2 separate regions of the Sus scrofa genome follow, and region 1 is linked to region 2. Evidence: chromatin contacts called from public HiChIP or PLAC-seq data. All regions are on one chromosome and are shown on one strand. Each heading gives the region's core, a stretch centred on a gene start, on an enhancer-like site or on the middle of the called end of the contact. The rest is flanking DNA. Distances are from core to core; before and after follow the strand shown.

What was found. HiChIP or PLAC-seq counts read pairs in DNA pulled down with a chosen protein or histone mark.
Region 1: an H3K27ac HiChIP or PLAC-seq map of alveolar macrophages shows a contact between it and region 2. The contact joins the promoter of BAZ2A here to the enhancer-like site in region 2. A contact is called at or near these places in 1 of 5 promoter capture datasets (liver), 9 of 47 Hi-C or Micro-C datasets (alveolar macrophages, embryonic fibroblasts, epiblast stem cells and 4 more) and 2 of 2 datasets of contacts at active chromatin or transcription factors (alveolar macrophages and skeletal muscle).

Annotation. Positions count from the first base shown.
Region 1 is chr5:21,980,917-21,987,087 of Sscrofa11.1, reverse strand. It overlaps BAZ2A (bromodomain adjacent to zinc finger domain protein 2A), which reads left to right and starts at 4,055. Exons shown (of 29, transcript XM_001927752.7): 1 at 4,055-4,254. The coding sequence starts at 4,251. ATP5B (ATP synthase subunit beta, mitochondrial) reads left to right here. Exons shown (of 10, transcript XM_001929410.5): 9 at 295-496; 10 at 2,078-2,338. The coding sequence ends at 2,175.
Region 2 is chr5:21,936,323-21,941,707 of Sscrofa11.1, reverse strand. BAZ2A (bromodomain adjacent to zinc finger domain protein 2A) reads left to right here. Exons shown (of 29, transcript XM_001927752.7): 17 at 100-280; 18 at 392-451; 19 at 927-1,071; 20 at 1,584-2,248; 21 at 2,409-2,631; 22 at 2,749-2,904; 23 at 2,994-3,145; 24 at 3,331-3,620; 25 at 3,719-3,851; 26 at 3,957-4,103; 27 at 4,463-4,689; 28 at 4,807-4,950; 29 at 5,037-5,385. The coding sequence ends at 5,202. Among named protein-coding and RNA genes, the nearest start is that of BAZ2A, 44 kb to the left of the region's middle. Within about 2 kb of position 2,662, at least 4 of the 83 cell types and tissues checked have an H3K27ac peak or open chromatin away from gene starts, as enhancers often do. A contact at or near this core is called in alveolar macrophages, where this site is marked.

The sequences.
Region 1 (6,171 bases), core at 2,806-5,305, 44 kb before region 2:
GCAAGATGAGACCAGCAGTTCCTAATGAGTGTTAATGAAGTCTCTTAGGTTTCCAGGTACTCCATGTTTAAAATCTGATTTTCTTTAACAGCACCTAAGAGTAGGAGTGGGAGAACCAGACACTGATCTTAGCTGAGGGCCCTCCTAACCCCCAAGTAACTAATTTGTTTCAGTTAAGAAGTGAGATAAGGTGCTAAAGTGTTCATATGTGAGTATAAATTTGTATTAACCCTTAGGTTTTTGTCCAAATTAAAGGAATGTAAATGTTTACTCAGGCCTCTCATTTTCTCACAGGACTACAAATCCCTCCAAGATATCATTGCCATCCTGGGCATGGATGAACTTTCTGAGGAAGACAAGTTAACTGTGTCCCGTGCACGGAAAATACAGCGTTTCCTGTCTCAGCCATTCCAGGTTGCTGAGGTCTTTACAGGTCACTTGGGGAAGTTGGTACCCCTGAAGGAGACCATCAAAGGATTCCAGCAGATTTTGGCAGGTGAGATCTCAAGTATAAAATGGCAGAGAAGCTGAAATCCCTTGAATACTTGCTATGTATGTCATGTTCCCATTTAAGGAATCAGCAAGTAATATATAAGTATACTGTGCCTAGTATAATTTTTATGCAAAAAGTTATTTCCCATCAATTTTTGGAAGTACTTGATTTCTGAGAGTGAGACTGAGAGCTTTCAGTGCTAACTATTCTAAGTGAATTACAACATCATCATAAGGAAGGCACAGAGTTCCTGTCATGGCTCAGTGGTTAACGAACCTGACTAGTATCCATGAGCACATGGGTTCAATTCCTAGCCTCTCTCAGTGGGTTAAGGATCCAGTGTTGCTGTGAGCTGTGGTGTAGGCCAGCGGCTACAGCTCCGATTCGACTCCTAGCCTGGGAACCTCCATATGCCTCAGGTGCCACCCTAAAAAGACCAAAAAAAACCCAAAGGTATTATTCTGTTTTACAAACCAGGAAACTTATCACAAAGCCAAAACCCAATGTCATACAGCCAAAGTGGAGAGCAAGAATTTGAACGTGAATTTATGTGACTCTGGAATACTGTTTTTTTGTGGGGTTTTTTTTTTGGTCTTTTGTCTTTTCAGGGCCGCACCCACAGCATATGGAGGTTCCCAGACTGTGGGTTGAATCGGAGCTGTAGCTTCTGTGCCACAGCCACAGCAATGCTGGATCCAAGCCACTTCTGCGACCTACACCACAGCTCACGGCGATGCCAGATCCTTAACCCCCTGAGCGAGGTCAGGGATCAAACCCACAACACCTCATAGTTCCTAGTCGGATTTGTTTCTGATGTGCCATGGAGGCAACCCCTGGACAACTTGTTCTTAATCTATACTGTAGTTATGTCTTGTGAATTGGGTTTGTGAGGGAAGTTTGTTAAGAAAAGAATTCTTTTTTCTTTTCTTTTCTTTTTTTTTTTTTTTTTTTTTTTTTTTTTTTTTTTTTTTTTTTTTAGGGCTACACCCACAGCACATAGAGGTTCCTAGGCTAGGGGTCTAATCAAAGTTATCGCTGCCAGCCTACACTAGAGTCATAGCAATGCCAAATCAGAGCTGCATCTGTGACCTACATCACAGCTCACGGCAGTACTGAATCCTTAACCCGCTGAGCGAGGTCAGGGATCGAACCCACAGCCTCGTGGTTCCTAGTTGGAATTGTTTCCACCATGCCACAACGGGAACTCCCAGAAAAGATTTCTAATTGGGAGTTCCCTTTGTGGCTCATGGTTATGAACCTGTATCCATGAGGATGGGGGTTCTATCCCTGGCCTCACTCAGTGGGTTAAGGGATCCGGTGTTGGCATGAGCTGTGGTGTATGTCGAAGACTCTGCTCAGATAATCCATTGCTGTGGTTGTGGTGTACGCTGGCAGTTGCAGCTCTGATTAAACCCCTAGCCTGGGAACTTCATGTGCTGCACATGTAGCCATAAAAAGCAAAGTAAAAGATTTTTAAGATGATATGATTTCATATTCTGAATAATGGCGTCAAGTGGTGAGGTACCCACTGCAGAAAATTGATATTCTTCCACTTCTCACCAGTTGGCATTTTTTTCCATATAGGTGAATATGACCATCTCCCAGAACAGGCTTTCTATATGGTGGGACCCATTGAAGAAGCTGTGGCAAAAGCTGATAAACTGGCTGAAGAGCACTCATGAGGGAGTCCTTTTGGCAAACTAAGTACTCATCCTCTTTGTGGCCCTCTCTTGCCCCTCATCCAAAATGCAGTTTTCCCTGTAGGCCATGAGAGCCTTGATTGAAGACATTGTATTCTGTCTGAAGAGTATTTAAGGTTTCCAATAAAATGTACATCCCTCATCATCTGTCTGTTGTTCTTGGTCCTAAAAACAAAGCCAACACTGAGGTTTTTAGCAATTTTAGAATAGTCACAAGAAACAGCATGAAATGGGCCATATACGTTTGAAATGGGGTCATCAAAAAAAGAAAAGCTGCTAGTTCGGATTAATAAACTAGCATGAGTCTTGTGAGGAGTTTCCTGTGGATGATGTGATCTTACTAGTAGGGTCTCAACTTTGGCCTTTTATGTTGTTCATGGCAAATCAATTTTTTGGCTCTTCAGTATTCTATTTAGCACCTTATTTGATTAAAAAAGCAAAAGGGGACATCCTGCTGTGGTGGCATCTCTGGAACCTTGGGATGCAGGTTTGATCCTAGCCCAGCACAGTGGGTTAAAGAATCCTGTGTTGCTACAGCTGAGACTAGCTCAGATCTGATCCCTGGCCCAAAACTCTATGCTAAATAAAAAGGTTTTTTTCAGAAAAGCACACTGGGAAAAGTGGGTTGGGTGGTTTAAAAATAAGTGCTACTCTAAGAGAAGTAAGGGGTTAATCAGTGTTTTGAAGGATTAATACTGATCTGTGCAAAATTTGAGTCAACCCACCACCGCCCCACCATTGCCACGGTTTTGTTTTTTTTCATCATGTATTTTGGGCAAGACTTGTATGTGGTTCCTTGAGGCAGTGCAGGGTTTAAAGTGCCATTAGCCCTATTCTAAGATCCCTAAAAATTGAAATCTGTTACAGAGGAATAGTAATTTGCAGGGTTGCTGGGCTTGGGGTTTCTCAGCTAAATAGTGGAATTAGACAATTGCCCCTTCACTTTAGCCAACCGAAAGGTGCAGGATTATAAGAATTACTCAAAGGCACACCCAGTTTCAAACAAGTACTAGGTCGGATTTGGTGCTCCTGAAATATTTTCTGGGCCCAGACCCATATCCTGCCCTCTGGTGGTAGGGCTAGAGGCTCTGCACAAACTCTCATCTCACCATTTTGAAATCCTTGAAGGCCATTTGCAGGGATGTGGTTCTTAGCTAATGACTGTTTACAAACCGGCTGGGGCTTTTGTCCTGAGGAGGAGCCTGAATCTATAAGCTCCACCCTGAGGCATTCAAGTTGATTAGGAGCCGGGTAGGACAAACATCCCAATTCAGAGGCCCCCGGGGGCTGAAGGTTGGGGAGGGGCCTTGGGAGAGGAGCCAGGGGTGGAGTAGGGGCCTCTATAAGTTTCCTCCCATCTGCCTATGACGTCCTTGGCACCAGTCTCTTCTGTGTCGTGATCTGGACGGAAGGTGGAGCCCCTGAGCTGCCTGTGCCTGGTAGTTTGCTCCCAGAAAATCCTGAATTTGGGGAAATGCTGAGTTATGGGGTGGGGGCACACATCCTCTGGGTCAAGACTGAAGTGGGGTAAGAAGCTGGTGCAGGAGCCCCCAGGGCCGGCCCTTTTTGCTCCACTTTCCCTTGTTATCCAGATGCAGACCTGGGAACTACGACCCTAAAGGTCATTTCTATCCCTCCACCCCCACATTTACATCTCTCAGCATTCATCCAGAAACTTCTTCCTCTCACTACCTGCAACTGTTTATTTCCTTCCTCCTTCATCGGTCTCTTCTTGTAGCATGCCACTGGAGTGTCAACACAGATCTAACCTTCCTCCATATTTCTCCTGGTTCTGCCCCGTCCTCACCGCCTCCTCCCTCTCCACCCAGAGAAAGCCCCGCCCTTCCCTCCTCCCTCCCCACCCCAGTCTGTCACACAGGGACATCACCCTACAGCAGTTCAGGCTGTGGTTCGCAGGAAGCATACATTGGCTTTTTGATTCGTGCTGGTTCCCAGCTCACAGTTTGGGAGGATCTAACACCAGCCTTCACGTGAAGGGGGAATCAAGGACGGTGAGGAGCTAGGTGGTCCCAGCCCTGAAGCCCAGCCAGCCTGACATGGGTAAGTATGAAGACCGGCCCCCCTCGGGGAAGGCCTGAGGGATGCCTACCTCCCTCCCTGGCTGACTCAGCAGGGGTGGGGCCTAACCTTTGCTCTTTTGAGGGGTGAAGGAGGAGACGCCAGACTATAGGGGCACAGGGCTCAGCTGATGAGGCTGCCGACCACGAACGTTGGAAAGCTCCAGCTCCAGGGAAGAACCTGAGACTGCACCTTAGGTGGGGGCTTTCCCACCTCACCCCCATTTCCCCAGCTCCTTGAGCCTCCCACTATTTTACACTCACTGCTGCTCCCCCCTAAAAAAAGTAAAGCCTACTTTTGGTCTCATTGGAAGATTTTTTAAAGGTGTATCTTCCCCCATTTTCTCCTGGGCTTTTTAAGTCCCTGTCTTCTTTCCTCCCCCACCCTGACCCACCACCAGGTGGGGGCTGCACTGAGCAGCTGCTTCCTGTTGCCCCAGAGGTTGCTGCAAGGGTGGTGGTGGTTGGGGGAAAGCTGAACTAGAATTCAGAAAGCACAATTCTCACAGTTCTACATCAGCCTCACTAGGGCTGCTGTTGGCGGTCCCCCTTGCTCCAGTCACTGAGAAGACTCAGAGAGGGAGGACTGACATTGAAAGGCCTAGGAGGCCTAGGAGGTCTTTGCTCTCGTGGCTTCCTGATTCCAGAGACTTTTAAACTTGGGCCGAGCTTGAGGAAAGAGGCTGTGTCTTTCCACCGCTGAAGAGATTGGGTCGGTGAGGAGCTGAAACAGGGAACCTGTGCACCTGGTAGGGCCGCTGTTACCCCCAGCAGGCTCGGCCTCGAGTTCCCTCTTTGGCACCTTCACTCCTCGGGAGTCCTTGTGACTCTCACTGTCTTTCATGCCCTCCTTTGTGAAGAGATCTTTGCCAGTGCCCCCGGAGCGCAGGCGGAGCTCTCCCAAGTCCTCCAGTTCGGACCCACCACCCTCCCCCACTTCACCACCCAAGTTTCTGTCTCTTCTTCCTGGGATCTGTTCTCTTCCTCCATCTGGGATCCTTCCTGGTTCTGGCCCCTAGGAGACGCCACCAGCGTCCCCTCCCCCAGAGGATTCTTCGCGACAGCCCTATCGGAGCGTTCGTCCTTACCCCAGTAGCTCCTGCCCCTTTAAGTGCTCCCCCCCCACCTCCCGCTCCGCCGCGGCCGGCCCAGGGCTGGGGGAGGAGGCGCCGCCGCCGCCCGGCTCGGCCACCTGCGCCGCCGCCGCCGCCGCCGCCGCCCGGCCCTGCTCCAGGTGAGGCCTGGCACCTACGACCGGTCCTGGAGTCCCTGGGCGGGCCGCCCCTGCGGTCCCCTTCCCCGGGATCCCCGCTGCCCTGGACGCAGGATCTGACCCTCCCCCTGCGGGAGCTGCCCTTCCTCTCTCCCCCGCACTATCTACTCACCCATTTCTCTCCTGTCCTCTGCGACCGGAATCCGGAGGCTTCTCACGCCTCTCGGCCAATCTCTCCAGGGTACCCCTCCTACTCTGGACCTAGGATCTCCCCCTCCCCCGCGTCTTCCTCGCCAGAAAAATCTCCCGCGGTCTGGGTTTCTCCTCCTCCCTCTGGAACCATCGCTTTCCCACGCCATCCTAACCTCCAATGGGAGGGGGAATAACCGCCACCCTAACTCCTTTCCGTCCCTGTATTAAAGGAGGGGGGTGGGGGGGTTATAGAGTGGAGTCACTTTCAGGCCCGGCTCCGCTGAGCCCTTCAAGTTCAACTAACTCCCATCTGAAGCTTTTCTGTAGCCCTCATCCCACCCCATCTTTAGGACTTTAGGGGTGCCCGACCGCAGCACCCCGTCAAATAGCTCAGGTGGGAAAGGCTCTCTTGGACTTGGGGCAGGCCTGCCCAACCTAGGAATGTTCCTGCCCCAGAGTCAGAGAATGGAGGTGGGGTTGCACCCAGAATCTTGT
Region 2 (5,385 bases), core at 1,413-3,912:
AACTTACCCCAGGGTTCAGGATGGCTTAGATTTGAGGTGTTCCTTTTGTGGCAGCATCATGTTCCTCACCACAGTTTCTTGTCATCTGTCTATCTCAAGACTGAAAACTGCTCTGGCCAAGAGAACTGGGCGACCTGAGATAGAGCTGCAGGGGCCAGAGGAAGGCCTGGGGCGGAGGCGCAGTTCTCGCATCATGGAGGAGACCAGTGGCATGGAAGAGGAAGAAGAGGAGGAGACTGCAGCTGCCGTCCATGGCCGTAGGGGTCGTAGAGATGGAGAGGTACGTGCCCAGACCAAGGAAAGTGGGAGCTGGTGGGAGTTGGGAGACAGATTATTTCTTTTTCTAGAATCTGATGGTTACCTTTTTCTTGGTATCCACTTGTTTCTCCAGGTTGATATCACAACATCTAGCATCCCAGAACTAGAGCGCCAGATAGAAAAACTCAGCAAGGTATTGTGCTTTTAGCTTCCCAGGAGCTGGAGATAGGGGCTGGGTGAGACTTTATCAGTTTATGAGCTGGGCCTAGATGATAGCAATTCTCTATGGAAGCTGAGGGTCACTGCTCTTTTCCCATATACTGGACAAAGTCACCACTGTCACCCTGGAAGTATTTTTTGTTTTTTGTTTTCCTTTTTCTTTTTAGGGCCATACCAGTGGCATATGGAAGTGGAAGTTCCTAGGCTAGGGGTTGAATCATAGCTGCGGCTGCTGGCCTATGCTGCAGCCACAGCCATGCCAGATCTGAGCTGTGTCTGCGACCTACACCACATCTCACAGCAATGCTGGATCATTATTAACTCGCTGAGCCAGGCCAGAGATCAGACCTGCGTCCTTATGGATACTAGTCGAGTTCGTTACCGCTGTGCCACAACCGAACTCCTGGAAGTGTGTTTTTCATTATCTTCCTTTTCCACTGCCTACCCAGCGTCAGCTCTTCTTTCGCAAAAAGCTGCTTCACTCATCCCAGATGCTTCGGGCAGTCTCCTTGGGCCAAGACCGCTACAGACGCCGCTACTGGGTGCTGCCCTATTTGACTGGTATCTTTGTGGAAGGAACAGAAGGGAGCTTAGGTAGGTGTGTCATGGGACCCTGAATTGAGCCCTAACAAAAGTTAATTCCTTTTCCTCTGCCTGGTCATCCTAGGCTACTTTGACTTTATGAGACTTAGTAGCATAGTGGTTAAGAGCACAGGCTCTGGAATAAGACTGCCTGTCTGCCTGCTCTGCCTTTTACCAGCTCTATGCATCAGTCTTTTCATTTGTAAAATGGAGTTAATAGTAGTATGTATACATTGTAGGGCTGTTGAGAGGATTAAAATGAGTTGATGCTCTTAGAATAATGCTTAATATATAGCTAGTTGTCAATAAATGTTAGCTTATGATTATGCTGATGATGATTACCTGGAAGATAGTGTTTCTTTACCAGATAGTATGTTCACTGGCATGTAAGCTTTCCCAGTGGAATCTCAAAAGGTGGGGGAATCAAGTCCAAGAGGAAAAGAAAGTGTATGTCCTGTGTTTGTATTCTCTCTTTCCTCCTTATATATCAGTGTATGTCTTATGCTTTTCACTTTTCTTTACAGTTCCTGAGGATGTGATAAAGCAGGAAACTGACTCCTTAAAAGTGGCAACCCATTCATCACCCAGCCCAGCCCCCTTCTCTCTGAAGAGGGAGTTAACTGGCTCCAGTACCTCTGCCAGTTCTCCTGCCCGGGCCCGAGGCCGGCCTCGGAAAACTAAACCTGGGTCTATGCAACCTAGGCACCTGAAATCTCCTGCTAAGGGTCAAGGTTCAGAACCACCTCAGGCCCAGCTTCAGCCTGAGACTCAGCTCCATCCTCAGTTTCAGGCTCATCTGCAGCCCCAGCCCCAACCCCAGCCCCTGTCCCATCCTCACTCTCATAATGGGTTCCTGGAGCCTGAAGGCTCCCCTCTGGTTCTGGGTCAGAGCCAGCATGACCTCAGCCAGTCAGCCTTCCTGTCTTGGCTGAGCCAGACTCAGAGCCATGGCTCCCTGCTCAGCAGCTCAGTCCTCACACCTGATAGCAGCCCTGGAAAACTGGACCCGACCCCATCACAGCCCCCAGAGGAGCCAGAACCTGATGAGGCAGAAGCCAGTCCTGACACTCAAGCTCCCTGGTTTAGCTTCTCAACCCAGATTCCATGCAATGCTGCCCCTACACCACCCCCTGCAGTTTCTGAGGACCAGCCCACTCCTTCCCCTCAGCTTCCTGCCTTCTCCAAGCCAGTAAGTAGCCAGAATTAGTGGTGTGCACTTGTCTTCATGTTGCCACAGGCTTTGTTGCCACCTGGCTGTGGACTGTTGCTGAAGTTGGGGGAAGGAATGGGGCCATTGGGGTCCTTTAAACATGAAAACACCCTCATCTTATGTTTCATCTCATTCACAGGTGAATAGACCCAGTGCTGCCAACTCCCATAATCCAGTACAGCTCTGTTCCACTCCCTTGCCGGGTGTGACTCCAAAAAGGCGAATGGGGGACCCTGGAGAAATACCACAGAGCCACACAGGGCTGGGACAGCCAAAACGGAGAGGGAGACCCCCTAGTAAGTTCTTCAAACAGATGGAGCAGCGTTACCTAACCCAGCTGACAGCTCAGCCTGTCCCCTCCGGTGAGTGACCTTGGGTTGGAATGGGGTGATTGATAGAGGAAGTGGCATCAGATACGGGCTGTGTGACTCATAGCTGGTTTGCACTCCCTGCCCTACACACATAAACCGTGTTCACAGAGATGCACTCTGGCTGGTGGTGGATCCGAGATCCTGAGACATTGGATGCTACGCTCAAGGCCCTGCACCCCCGAGGCATCCGAGAGAAGGCACTTCACAAACACCTGAACAAGCACAGGGACTTCTTACAAGAAGTCTGCCTACGGCCCTCCACTGGTAAGATAAATTTCTGACAGCCTGAGCTAAAAAGCTGCTACTGTGGACAATGAACAGCCTGAAATTTCCCTTTGCCTTTTGTCTCTCAGACCCCATCTTTGAGCCTAGTCAGCTACCTGCCTTTCAAGAAGGGATCATGAGCTGGTCCCCCAAAGAGAAGACATATGAAACAGACCTAGCTGTGCTTCAGTGGGTAGAGGAACTGGAACAGCGGGTTATCCTGTCTGATCTGCAGATTCGGGTACACTAGGGCTGGCACTGGGTAGGGGGTTGTTGAGGAGAGTGTGTTAATCTCTTTACCCTATTAGGAAAAACCTGGGATTCCCACTCCACAGGTGACCTCCTGTGACCCTAAATGGGTCACATTTTTTCCTATGCTTAATGTTCTTCCTTTATAATGAGTTTTATTCTCTCTTCCATCTGCAGGGCTGGACATGTCCCAGCCCAGACTCTATTCGTGAAGACCTGGCCTACTGTGAGCATCTACCCGACTACCAGGAAGACATCACCTGGCGAGGTCGAGGCAAGGAAGGACTGGCACCCCAGCGTAAAACCACCAACCCCCTGGACCTGGCAGTGATGCGACTCGCTGCCCTGGAGCAGAACGTAGAGCGGCGGTACCTGCGGGAGCCCCTCTGGCCAGCTCATGAGGTTGTGCTGGAGAAGGCCCTGCTCAGCACGCCCAGTGGTGCCCCCCAGTGTACCACTACAGAGATGTGAGTGCCGCCAGTCCCCGTTCCGGGTCTTAGGGAGAAGGAGTAAATTTAATGGATCCTGCTCCTCATCCAGAAAAATCACCACTTTTCCCCACCAGATCATATGAGATCACCCCTCGCATTCGAGCCTGGCGCCAAACGCTAGAGCGGTGCCGTAGTGCGGCCCAGGTGTGCTTGTGCCTGGCCCAGCTGGAGAGGTCCATTGCCTGGGAGAAGTCCGTCAACAAAGTGGTAAGAGGCCTGGGGAGCCTGAGGAGACAGCCAGCTGGGGAGGGTGGGGTCACTGGCAGGCAGAGACTTGAGGGCTCACTTGGCCTCCTCCCAACCTTGGTCTAGACCTGTCTAGTCTGCCGGAAGGGTGACAATGATGAGTTTCTTCTACTTTGTGATGGATGTGACCGTGGCTGCCATATTTACTGTCATCGGCCCAAGATGGAGGCTGTCCCAGAAGGAGACTGGTTCTGTGCTGTCTGTTTGTCCCAGGTAAGCCTTCTGCTCTCTCAGTCCACTCCCAAGCACAAGACAGAGATTTTCTTTCTTAGCCCATTTACCACCAGTCCTACAGCTAACGCTTCTTACCATGCCTTCAGTCTCTCCTGCGAAAGGGCTCCAGTCTAACTGCTAGGAGACTATAACCTCACTTGCTTTCCTCTGTAACATGGGAATGGTTGCATTTTCCCTTTTACCCATTTTACTGGGTTATGTGAATAAATTCATAGGTGGCTTTTATGCATGAAAATATCTTGAAGCCTGAATCACTTAGATAAGTGATTGTAATAAAGTGGAGGGCAAGCCGAGTACATCTCCACCTGTTGCCGATCTCACCTTTTTCTTATCCTCAGCAGGTAGAGGGAGAATTGACTCAAAAGCCTGGTTTCCCAAAACGAGGCCAAAAGCGGAAGAGTAGTTATATGCTGACCTTCCCAGAGGGTGACGGCCGCCGGCGCCGACTACTGTCAAGGGGCCGAGAAAGCCCAGCAGTGCCTCGGTACTCAGAAGAAGGGCTCTCCCCCGCTAAGCGGCGGCGACTCTCCATGCGGAACCACCACAGTGATCTCACATTTTGCGAGTGAGTTGAGTGATTTCTGGGAACCACTGGCTTTACCTTTGCCAGGGTCCAGTCCATGTGGAGGGTCCAGTGTGACCGCTTCCTGTAATGCAGTCCTCACTGGCTCTCTCCTAACAGGATCATCTTGATGGAGATGGAGTCCCATGATGCAGCCTGGCCTTTCCTGGAGCCTGTGAACCCACGATTGGTGAGTGGGTACCGGCGCATCATCAAAAACCCTATGGATTTTTCCACCATGCGCGAGCGGCTGCTGCGGGGAGGGTAAGTAGACATCAGCAACCTCTCGGCTCTTCTGTCACTGCCATGACTTGTCCCTAACTCACAGATCTGCCTCTACCCCTGCCCAGGTACACCAGCTCAGAGGAGTTTGCGGCTGATGCACTCCTAGTCTTTGACAACTGCCAGACCTTCAACGAGGATGACTCTGAAGTGGGCAAAGCTGGGCATATCATGCGCCGCTTCTTTGAGAGCCGCTGGGAGGAATTTTATCAGGGAAAACAGGCCAAGCTGTGAGGCAAGGGAGGTGGGTGTCACCTTGTGGCATCACCCCCTGCCCCCAAACAAACCAACCCTGCCATTCTCACCTGATGATGCTGCCCTGGGTCCAGACTCAAGTCAGAGGTAGAACCCTGGTTTTTGACCCTACCCTTGGCAGCGCTCTACATCTTATCCCTCCACCCCTTTATCCCTTTCCTC